2 separate regions of the Oryctolagus cuniculus genome follow, and region 1 is linked to region 2. The links are chromatin contacts, called in public Hi-C maps. All regions are on one chromosome and are shown on one strand. The core of a region is the stretch at or near the end of the contact, and the rest is flanking DNA. Distances in the headings are between cores, read along the strand shown. Region 1 holds the start of CAV2 (caveolin 2). Region 2 has its middle 46 kb from the start of TES.

Region 1 (5,544 bases), core at 430-2,929, 250 kb before region 2:
TATATAAGAAACTTTAACCACTGGGCCAAATGATGCATTTTGAGTGAGAATAAAGTTACTCAAAACATCCTATGAATGTCCAAGTGGGTTTCCACATTTCTTCCCTTAACTAGATGCACTCCCATTTGTGGGTAAGTAATTTGATGGCCTTGTCATTTCAGTACACTGAAGCTTGGGTTTTCATTCATTGGTGCTGAGGGCCAGCACCTTAACTGCATACTCCTCCCACCTCCACTGGTCCCATCCTCACCACTTTCCTGTGGCAGGGCTGAAGGCGGCATGGCTTAACCAGGTCTGATATCATTGTCCTGTCCGATTTGTCAGTGGTCTTCTGCTCAGAGATCACTTTTGTTTAGCCCCTCTGCCCCTGCACTGATGGGGGCTGAACAAAGGTCAACAACATCAAGAGCCCTACCGGGAACCACAGGCACAAGTCAGAACAGAGCTCTTGGGAGAGGGTGCCCTGTGGCAGGAAGCAGGGTTTCCATGCCCCACCTCCTCCCTCAGCTGAGCCTTGGGCTTGCAAAGGAAAATCGCACCGGGGAAAGAGGGCCATCCCGCCTCCCGTTTAAAGCCCCTTCCAAGCTCCTTTTCTAGACAGAATAACGCAGCCCCTCCAGGCCCTCCAGTCCTGTCTCTGCTCAGGAGCTGATGTGCGTCCTGGCCTGGCAATCGCCTGGCAATCGCCAGCGACAGGGCTGGGGGCAGGTGGCAGAAAGCCTTCCTTAGGTCCAGCAAGCCGGTCCCACCGGGGCACCCCCAACTCACCAGATGTGTAGACAGCTGAGGACGGCAAAGAGAACTCCCGCGGCGAAGGCCAGGGGGATGGCCAGGAATACCGTCAGGAACTTGTACAGCACGTACTTGCTGATTTCAAAGAGGGCATGGCTGCAGATCCACACTTTGTCAAAGGAGTGCGTAGTCACCGGCTCGGCGATCACATCCTCAAAGCCTAGCTGTAGAGAACGGAGCGCACTGTCCCCAACCTGCCGCCCCCGAGGAAGGCCGGCGCCGGACTTCCTCACCTTCTCTTGGGGTCGCGGTGGACGCGCAGGAGTCTAGCGCAGACTTCCCGGCTGCGCAGGCGGCCCTGGTGTGGGGTGCATGGGGGAGAGCCCTGGACCCCGCAGGGCTGACCCAGGGGCACCCGCACCCTGGGACTTGGAGAACGCTCCAAGCTTCCCTCCCCCCCAGCCCAGGTTTCGGCCTCACCTTGAGATGCGAGTTGAGCCCGTGGGGATCACGGTCCGGGCCAGTGTCCGGGAACTTCTCGGGGTCGGCGAAGTCGACGCCACTGTGGTGACTGTAGGCGTCGTCGTCCATGAAGAGCTGTACGTCTGCCTTCTCGGTCTCCAGCCCCATCGCGGCGCGGCGGCTGCGGCGCGGCGGCTGCGGCGCGGCTCCCAGCCAGCGCGGCCTCCCCTTCCCGCGGCGCCCGGCCCTGCCCCGCCCCGCCGTGCCGCCCGGGCGCGGCCGCTTCCCGCCGCCGGGTCTGCCCCGGCCCGGGGCCACCCGCGCCCCGCCCGCCGCCGGCCGCGGAGGGGAGGGAGGCGGGGACCGGACACAGCCGGCGAGGCGGCCCCTCCCGGCCCGGAGGGCGCGAGCGGGGCTTCCCGGGCTGTGCGGCCAGGCGCCTGGCAGCGAGGCTCCAGGGACCCCGCAGGTCGTCCCCGAGAGAAGGTGCGTGCGGCGTGCGGGGCGGCTGAATGAGAAGGTCAGGTTCAGCCCCGGCGCTGCTCTCCCTGACAGCCGCGCCTCCGGAACCTCAGTGGCCCCCTTTGTGGAAAGGGAACGGGACACCTGCTTCCCGGGGTTACCGTGTGAGAATTAAATGTTAATTCATGCAACGCTCGTGCACAGCCCCTGACACGCAATCGGCGTGCATCAGGGCTGTTGCGGCTGCCCTGAGAGGTCAGGAGCCGCGCACAGCTGATTGTCCGGGACTCTGCAGGCGCTGGGGACACCGCGGGCACTAGCCGCGGCGTGGGACCTGCAGCAGGCTCAGGTGCGCCGCGGTCCTGCAGGCCCGTGCTGTGCTCTCATGGGTTTGCGCTCCCCCCTTCCGCCCCCCCACCCCCCAGTAGAGGTCGGATCCCTGCACCCTACCCACTTCTTAATTTTCCTTTGAAGCAGACCCATTTGAAAGATTTCAGGAACCTGTAAGATAAAGTCTTTTTTTTTTTAATTAATTTTTTTTATTTATCTGAGATGGAGAGAGCGAGGGAGCGCGAGCGTGAGAGCTGGCTCGAGATCTGCTGGTTCACTCCTCAAATGCAGCAGCAACAGCCAGGGCTAAGCCAGGTGAAGTCAGGAGCTGTCAGCTCAATAGGGTCTCTCACCCACGTGCAAGGCAAAGTCAGTCACTTGAGGCTTCACTGCTGCCTTCCAGGGGCTTCCTGGAGCCAGGAATGGAACCCGGGTTCGCCTGCTGAGCACGTTTGAATGGCCAGGCCCAACTCCCACCACTGCAATTACTTTGTAGGAACCAAATGAACAGAACTGTAGCCTACAGCCACATTGCAGTGGGTGAATCAGCCCAGGATGGTTCACTGGAAAGTTTTCCGAAGGGAGGAGTTCGCCTGTGCACAAAGGGCGTGCCATCTGGTGAACTTAGCCATAGATGTGTTTTGGCCAGGAAGAGGATCTTTAAATTTTGCCGAAAGCAAAATAATGAGTCTTAGTCTGGCGGGCCAGGGGTGCCTGCAGCTTGCTCAGAGCTTAAGACGCAGCAGACAGTCGGTTAAGTACTGCAGAGTACAGTGGTTTGAACTTGGTGCACATGAGAAATCCTTGTGAACTGGTTTGTAAGAATTACTTCTCCAGAAAGAAAAGGACTATTTTTGAAACAATGTAAATCTCCCCCTCCCCCCCAAAAAAAAAGACTGGCATTGAGTGGAAAAAGTGTTTTAGAGCCAAAATCCAGTACTTCTGATAATTAAATGAAAAGTTTGCTTCCTGGATGGCAGCGTTACAGCACCGCAGAGGGTTCCCGGTTGGATTTCAGGTGCACATGGACCCCTTCTCTCCCAGAGAGGTCCTGCTGGCCTGGTTCTTTCCTTGTTACTCTACTCTCCAAGTTCTCTTTATGTTCAGGTGATTCCGAAGTGATGAGTTAGACTTCCTACTTCCTGCTTCTTCAAGACTTCTTTATGTCCTCCATTCACTCCAGCAGGCTGAGTCTCTGAGAGTTGGAAAAATAATTGTTTCTCCAAGTGAACGGAAGACATGAATCCTTAAGGGAGCCTATAGTGTCAGTCATTAGGAAATGAAAAGGAGAAATAGTTTACAGCCAAATAGCATGCTGTAAAAATCAATTTCCCCAAAACTAAAATGCCAGATTTCAAGATGCTTCATCCAAGAAACAAAGACATAGCCCTAAAGTGGGCATAAACCGTGACTGAAAACCTAGCATTAGTGCTTCTTCTCTTACAATTCTCTCGTAAAAATTTTTAATTTTTATTTATTTGAAAGACAGGGAGGGAGGGGGATGGAGAAAGAGAGAGAGAGACAGACAGACAGAGACAGAGAGATCTTCCATCCATTGGTTGACTACCCAAATGCCCACAGCAGCAGGCCTGGGCCAGAGTGAAGCCAGGAGTTCAGAACTCATTCTGGGACTCCCACGTGGGTACTTGATCCATTACCTGCTGCGCTAAACAGCATTAATAGGAAGTTAGAATTGGGAGAGGAGCTGGGACTCAAACCAGTGTACTCTGATATGGGATGCAGGTGTCTCAAAATGTCTTAACAACTGCCCCTTCTCTTTCTGTTTTTTTTTTTTTTTTTTTTTACCTCAACCACATTGGCATTTTCAGTGGAATTATTAAGACATCGGCAATAGTTATCATAAACAATCATTTTTCAGATAACAAGACTAGGAGGCTACAAAAGGTAAAATTAATATGGTCTTATTAGGACAGTTGAGATTTTAGAATAAAATAATTTTTAGATTTTTTTGTTAAATGATGGGTATTTATGAAAAGCATCTGTAAAACTTGTTAAAAGAATGCTCATCTAGCTCTGTTGCATGTAGCAGAGAACTTAAAAGAAGATTCACTCATTCATTCATTCATTTACAGAGTTATTGGCTTTCCTCCTTCCCTCTCTCACGAGTTGGGTATTTATGAGATTCTTATTTTGTTGAAATTCTTATCCACATCACCATATTAATATATAAGGTTTTTGAGAGGAGCTATAAGAAGGTTTTGCTTATCCTGTTAGTAAATGCTTAGACAGTATCAATTACGCTTGTTCTCAAGGGGCTTACACCAGAGTAATTCCCATAGCTGACTGATCTTCCATCCTTACTAACTGGTCAGAGGACTGATTTTCAGATGGTACACTAATATATATGAGGAGTAACAGCTTCTTAACACATTAATTAAAAAGTGGTTTATCTGAAGGGCACAGTGACAGAGATATAGAGACACACACACACACACATATGGAGTGAGGCACACACACACACACACACACACACAGATCCACCATCCCCTGGTTCATTTCCCCAGTGCTACTGACAGCTGAGCAGGAGGCTAGATTATAAGCATTTTGTTTCTCAATTCTCTGCACAGTGTCTAGGAAAGAAGGTTATTTCCAGATTATTGAAAATTATATGTAAATACTCCTATGAATAAAACTATCCAATTTTTCCTTTCAGTTATCATTATTTTCTCAGATCACAAATGTATACTCTTTTTTCCTATATAGCTTACATACAGTTTTGATCAAAATCTGCTTTTCAAACTGCTTTTGCGAAAATTGGCTATTAATAGAAATAGTAAAAACTTAAAATTACCATATGGCTTAATAATTTCAAGCATTTGGATTAGATTAGGGTTTTTCAAGCTCAACACTACTGATATTTTGGACCAGATCACTTTTTTTGTAAGGGGTGGTCCAGTGCATGGTAGGGTGGTTAGCAACATTCCTGGTCTCTCCTCACAAGATGCCAACACTCTCCAGCCATGACAACTAAAAATGTTTCCAGGCATTGCCCAAAGTTCCTTGGGAAACAAAACCACCTTTCTCTCCATTCTCCCTTCCCCAGGCTGGGAACTGCTGGATAAGGCACCACTGATTCAGTATCCCGCAAATGGAAAAATTAAGCCCTTATTTACAAACTCACACTTATCATAAATCTCTGAATTGTTAGAAGGAATTTATCAGATGCTGCTGGTTTTTTTTTAAATTAAGCTTAAAGAAACTTGTCTGCCCTGCAAAATTTTCTTTTCTTTCTTTCTTTTTTTTTTTTTTTTTTTGACAGGTACAGTTAGACAGTGGTGGGGGGGGGGGGAAGGTCTTCCTTCCTTTGGTTCACGCCCCAAATGGTCTCTACGGCCGGCGCGCTGCACCGATCTGAATCCAGGAGCCAAGTGCTTCCTCCTGGTCTCCTATGCGGGTGCAGGGGCCCAAGCACCTGGGCCATCCTCCACTGCCTTCCCGGGCCACAGCAGAGAGCTGGCCTGGAAGAGGAGCAACCGGGACAGAATCCGGCACCCTGACCGGGACTAGAACCTGGAGTACTGGTGCCGCAGGCCGAGG
Region 2 (5,419 bases), core at 783-3,282:
CAGTGACAGTCTCCTCAGGATCTTTCCAGTATCTCTTACTGATTCTACATCACTGTTGCCCATGTAAGTGGAACCCTAAGAAGTATGTCCCCAAGTAACATCCCTGTCAAACCTCGCAGGCCAATAGAATCCACACAAACACATACAAGCATTCCTTCAAATAAAGACCCTGGATCTATCAACTATTCCCCCAGAGTAGCTTCTGTTGTGTGCCAACTCAACAGCCATTTCCCCTTTTCTTTTGACAGAAAATTAGTTTTGTTCAGATTGCCCATGTGTCTTCCCCTTGGGGTATGAAATGGGATCAGCTATATCAACCATAGCAACTCAGGGTCCCTTTGCCTTTGGTGAGCATGACTATGTGACCTGTTCTAGCCAGAGATGGAAGGGTAGCTAACTCTGCTGGGGACTCCTGGGAAAAGTGTTCTTCCTGTCTAGAGAGGACAACACCCTGTGGCTTCTTTTCTCCTTTATTCTTTTGGATGTCTTCATACTTCATACTTCATGGTGCTTGAATAAAGGGACAAACCATTCAATGGAAGGTGAAACATGGAAGGGAGCCGAACAAGAGGATTAAAATGAGCTTGTTCAGAGCCACATTTGGATCAGCCTACATCTTGTCTTTAAGCCAGTCATAACTATGTTTTCAGTTATTTTCAGCCAAAAGCATTCCTGGTTACTCACCTACAAGGCTGCCATGACTAACCGCAGCATGCTTTTCAGCCCTGCACCTCCAGGCATCTGAGTTTTTCAGCCTTACTGGGAGACCTGATAGCCACTCGGTGTTGTCAGTCTCCTCATCCCTGTCCTTCCCTGCAGAGACTCCCTAGTATTTTCCACTGTATATTACTCTGACATCTGATTATTTCCAAAGTCTAGTTGTTTCTGTGGGGTTTTCAAATAGAGGCTGTTAGTTTTTCTTCCAGGTAGGCCACCCCTGTGTCCTTGGGACAGGTGTCCTCATTCCCCATTTATGTTCCCCCCACTGATTCATTTCTGGGTCCTCACAATCACAGCTCTTTGAAGTATAATACAGGGCCTCAAACTTTGCCAACCAAGTCTGCCCTTAGTTGCCTTCTTCTATCAAATTTCAGGATGCGTCTCCACATTCTTTGATAACCTTAGCTCCTTGTTCACCCTTTTCTCTACTATCTTCCCTGTTGTTACTACTGATGGCTTCAATGTATTCTTGATGTCCACCCAGTACCTGAACTTGTTCTCATATCCAATACTCCCATCCTCCATCCTACTCAACTGCAGCTGTGGGGAGGGGATTGGAGGTCAACAGGACTTGGCCAAAAGGTGTCTGTGTAGACTTCTGAACTCAGCCCTCCTCTGAACTATACTACCACATCTTGCATAATCAGTCAATATTTATGGAGAAATCAACTCTAATATCTCTGCATTGAATAATGGCTGACTGTAGGAAAGACAATTGGGGACAAGTTGCTTTTGTTATTTGTCTGAAGGTCAAGATATTGTGGGGAGAAGTATCATAGGAGAAAAATCAATAGTAGCCTTCATAAATGTCAGGATAAAATGCCATTCAAAACATGTATAAAAGGTTAATGACATCTTGTTTTGAGTGTTTCAGAATACATTGTTGGATAAAATAGAAGCCACAGCGACTGTTCTCTATGAAAGGACAAAATAATTAGCCAAAGCTATTTAAACCTCTGGTGAACAGAACGAAAAAAGGATTCTGTTAAGTTGAATGTGATAAAGGTTGTGTGCTCATAGCACACCCAGGTGCTCCAACACAGCAGGTCTCTGTTGTACTTGTGAGCATTCAGTGCGTCACTGAAGTTGTCTTTCAGCACTGGACTCAGCAGAGGTTGATAAGAGGAAAAGAACTTCTAGTAAGAAACTGTAGTAAAGTGCTTTTGTATGGAGGCATTAATGGAGTCACAGGTTTGCTAAGGAACTAAGTGAATGCCCAGAAAACAAGTTGAGATATGCCAGGGCTTTCTGAGACAAAGGCTTAGCACTGATCTTGGGTGCTGATGTCTCTTTGGTAACCATGGAGAAGTAGGATGAGCTTAAACACCATGTGTTGGAAATTCCTTAAGAATGAGTCAATAATGAATGTCTCGCCTTTGGTGAAATGGGGCTGAAATACTTCAAAGTCAGATTTGGGATCTATTTAGCTACAGTTGATTAAAGAAAAAATCCTCAGTTGCACATTTCTAAAAGATAAATTTTAAAAATTAAGGCCAATTGGTTTCAAGAGCAACGCAGATTTCGCAAAGGATTGGATAAAAAAAATCTACTGATTTCTCAAAATTATAACTACTTGAGAGTTATGGTAAAAATGCTCTTGTTGAGAGATGAACAGGGTAGGTGTAGATTCCAGGAATGAGTTCATAATTGTACCAGTGAGCTGTTTCTCACTAAGATAGTAAGTGCACTGCCTTAATATACTTTAGCAACTAACAATGTGTCAACATATTATCTTGGGTCTCAGAAAACAACTCCTCTCTCTATCTTTATTCAGCTCCCCCTACCCTCAAGTTTTCATTGCTGCTCAGGAGACAGGAAAAAGTGGAGTCTTCCTCGTCTTTTACTGTCTAAGAGGGCAGCTTGGGCAGAAGGAAGACAGCTCTTCTTACCCTCTATAGTGTCATCAGTGGTCCTACAATCAAGCATTTTCTTCCTTCCAAGGTAGTTCTTTCCATTGGGAGGATTTATCACTAATTGCATAGATGTGGTTCCTAAATGCTTGCTATGTTGGGAATAAACACAGTATAAGCTGTACCTCTAAAAAACAAATGTAACTTAAGTGGGGTTTAATAATAGAAATTTCTATTAATTGGCTGGCGCCATGGCTCACTAGGCTAATCCTCCGCCTGCGGTGCCAGTACTCCAGGTTCTAGTCCAGGTCGGGGTGCCGGTTCTGTCCTGGTTGCTCCTCTTCCAATCCAGCTCTCTGCTGTGGCCCAGGAAGGCAGTGGAGGATGGCCCTAGTGTTTGGGTCCTTGCACCTGCATGGGAGACCAGGAGGAAGCACCTGGCTCCTGGCTTTGGATCGACTCAGTGCGCCGGCTGTAGCAGCCATTTGTGGGGTGAACCAATGGAAGGAAGACCTTTCTCTCTCTCACTGTCTAACTCTGCCCGTCAAAAAATAAAGGCCAGTGCCGCGGCTCACTAGGCTAATCCTCCGCCTGCGGAGGATTCTCCGCCGGCACACCGGGTTCTAGTCCCAGTCAGGGCGCCAGATTCTGTCCCGGTTGCCCCTCTTCCAGGCCAGCTCTCTGCTGTGGCCAGGGAGTGCAGTGGAAGATGGCCCAAGTGCTTAGTCCCTGCACCCGCATGGGAGACCAGGATAAGCACCTGGCTCCTGCCATCGGATCAGCGCGGTGCGCCGGCCACAGCGCGCAGGCCGCGGCGGCCATTGGAGGGTGAACCAATGGCAAAAGGAAGACCTTTCTCTCTCTCTCTCACTGTCCACTCTGCCTGTCAAAAAAAAAAAATAAATAAATAAAAAGAAAGAAATTTCTATTACTTGATCCACAGGACATAATTGGAATACAAGGTTATTATATATTATCTACTTTTGGAGAAAAGACTGCATGAACCCAGATTAAAAGCCTTTATTCTTTCCTTTATTTTCCCCATTGGAAACAGAATTATTTAATTTTGGTCCTATAACAAGTAGACTATTATTGGGAATTGGGTATAATGCAGAATATAAAATCAGGTGGGGAAGGAGTAAGTTTATCTTAAGTATTATTGGAAAAATAAATCTTAAAGAACCTAGTAACCATCTTACTGTCTTGTTGAATGATCATGTCTTTATTTATTTTTATTATTTATTTGAAAGAGAGAGAGGTAGAGTCCGAGAGAGAGAGGTCTTCCATTCTGTTGGTTCACTCCCCAAATGACCGCAACAGCCAGAGTTGAGCTGATCCGAAGCAAGGAGCCAGGAGCTTCTTCTGGGTTTCCCACACGGGTACAGGGACCCAAGCACTTAGGCCATCTTCCACTACTTTCCCAGGCCATAGCAGAGAGCTGGATCAGAAGAAGAGCAGACAGGACTAGAACTGGAGCCCATATAGGATGCCGGCACTGCAGGCTGGGGTTTTAACCCGCTGTGCCACAGCACCAGGCCCTGAATGATCATTTCTTAAAACCTGATTAACAACAAAAATGGCTAAGGATCTTGAGAATCTCTTACCCAGAGTTCATTCCCCTGTACTACAAGACCAAACTAAAAATTTACCCAGGGGGGACAGCAAGGGGTATGATGACACAGTGGGTTATGCCACTGCTTTGGACTCCAGCATTTCATATTCGAGTGTCTGGTGTGAGTCCCAGCTACTTCATCAACTGACAGTTTCACACCACCCACATGGAAAACTCAGATAGAGTTTCTGGCTTTTAGTGGGGCCCAGCCGTGCCCCAGGTGTTGTAGGTATTTGGGGAAAGATCCAGTGGATGGAAGCTGTCTCTCTCTGGCCTTCTGCTTTTCAAATAAATAAATGCAAAAGAAAAAAAAATTCCAGGGTAGATCCAAACCTAGTGGTTCTGTGTATCTCCCATGCAAAGTAGTGGAAAATATAGGGAAATGGCCAAATGTATATGCAATCATTCTTTGTGTGGGCAGTAGTGAATGTTGCATTCAGATGAAATTTCTTGGACTGCCTGATTCTCCCTCAGCTCCAGAAATATGGGGCTAGGCTGGAGGACCTATAGAGTAGCTGACTCCACAGGCAGAGGAGTTTTGTTCATTCCCACATAACCAGGTCTGGGAAGGTAAGTTGTTCAACTTTATAGACAGAATGCTGTAGAAAATGGGTCTGTTGCCATTTAAGATGAAGGCAAAAAAAGCAAGTATGTGATGGTTATAATGATGGATACTTGTAAGATTAGCACTTAGATGTTACACCTGGGGGCTGGCATTTGGCATAGTGGCTAAGACACCATTGAGATGCCCACAGCCTGTTCTGGAGTGCCCAGGTTTCAGTCCCTGCTCAGCTCCAGCTTCCAGCTTCATGCTAATTCACATCCTGGGAGGCAACAAGTAATGGCTGAAGTACTTGGGTCCCTGCCACCATCTGGGAGACCAGGACTGAGTTCCCAGCTCCTGATTTCAGCCTGACTTTGGCGTGCATTTGGGGGGAGAACCAGCACACGGAAGATTTGTGTGTTTGTGTGCCTTTTAAACTAATAAGACAAAGTTTTTTAAAAAAATTGTATGCACAATTAGATTACTTTTTTAAATACAAAGACATATGTACATGCTGCCAAAGATACCTTTTCATGGTTGGGGAAGGCACAGTGCAGAGGGAATCAATGCGTGCGTGCACACATGTGTGAGGGGATGAAGCAGAGAAAAGGACTCTTGGCCGAGCAAACATGAGCTGTAAACACAAAACAAAAACCAAAGCCCAAAGAGCAAATTATTCTGGGTGTGCATCAG

What was found. A called contact is a pair of places that touch in the nucleus more often than the background predicts.
Region 1: a Hi-C map of embryonic fibroblasts shows a contact between it and region 2, with 2.9 times the contacts expected there. The contact joins the promoter of CAV2 here to the enhancer-like site in region 2. A contact is called at or near these places in 2 of 6 Hi-C or Micro-C datasets (embryonic fibroblasts and skin fibroblasts).

The regions. Positions count from the first base shown.
Region 1 is chr3:151,943,468-151,949,011 of mOryCun1.1, reverse strand. It overlaps CAV2 (caveolin 2), which reads right to left and starts at 1,679. Exons shown (of 3, transcript NM_001171022.1): 1 at 1,213-1,679; 2 at 769-956. The coding sequence starts at 1,362.
Region 2 is chr3:151,695,449-151,700,867 of mOryCun1.1, reverse strand. No RefSeq gene overlaps it. Among named protein-coding and RNA genes, the nearest start is that of TES, 46 kb to the right of the region's middle. Within about 2 kb of position 2,032, at least 2 of the 8 cell types and tissues checked have an H3K27ac peak or open chromatin away from gene starts, as enhancers often do.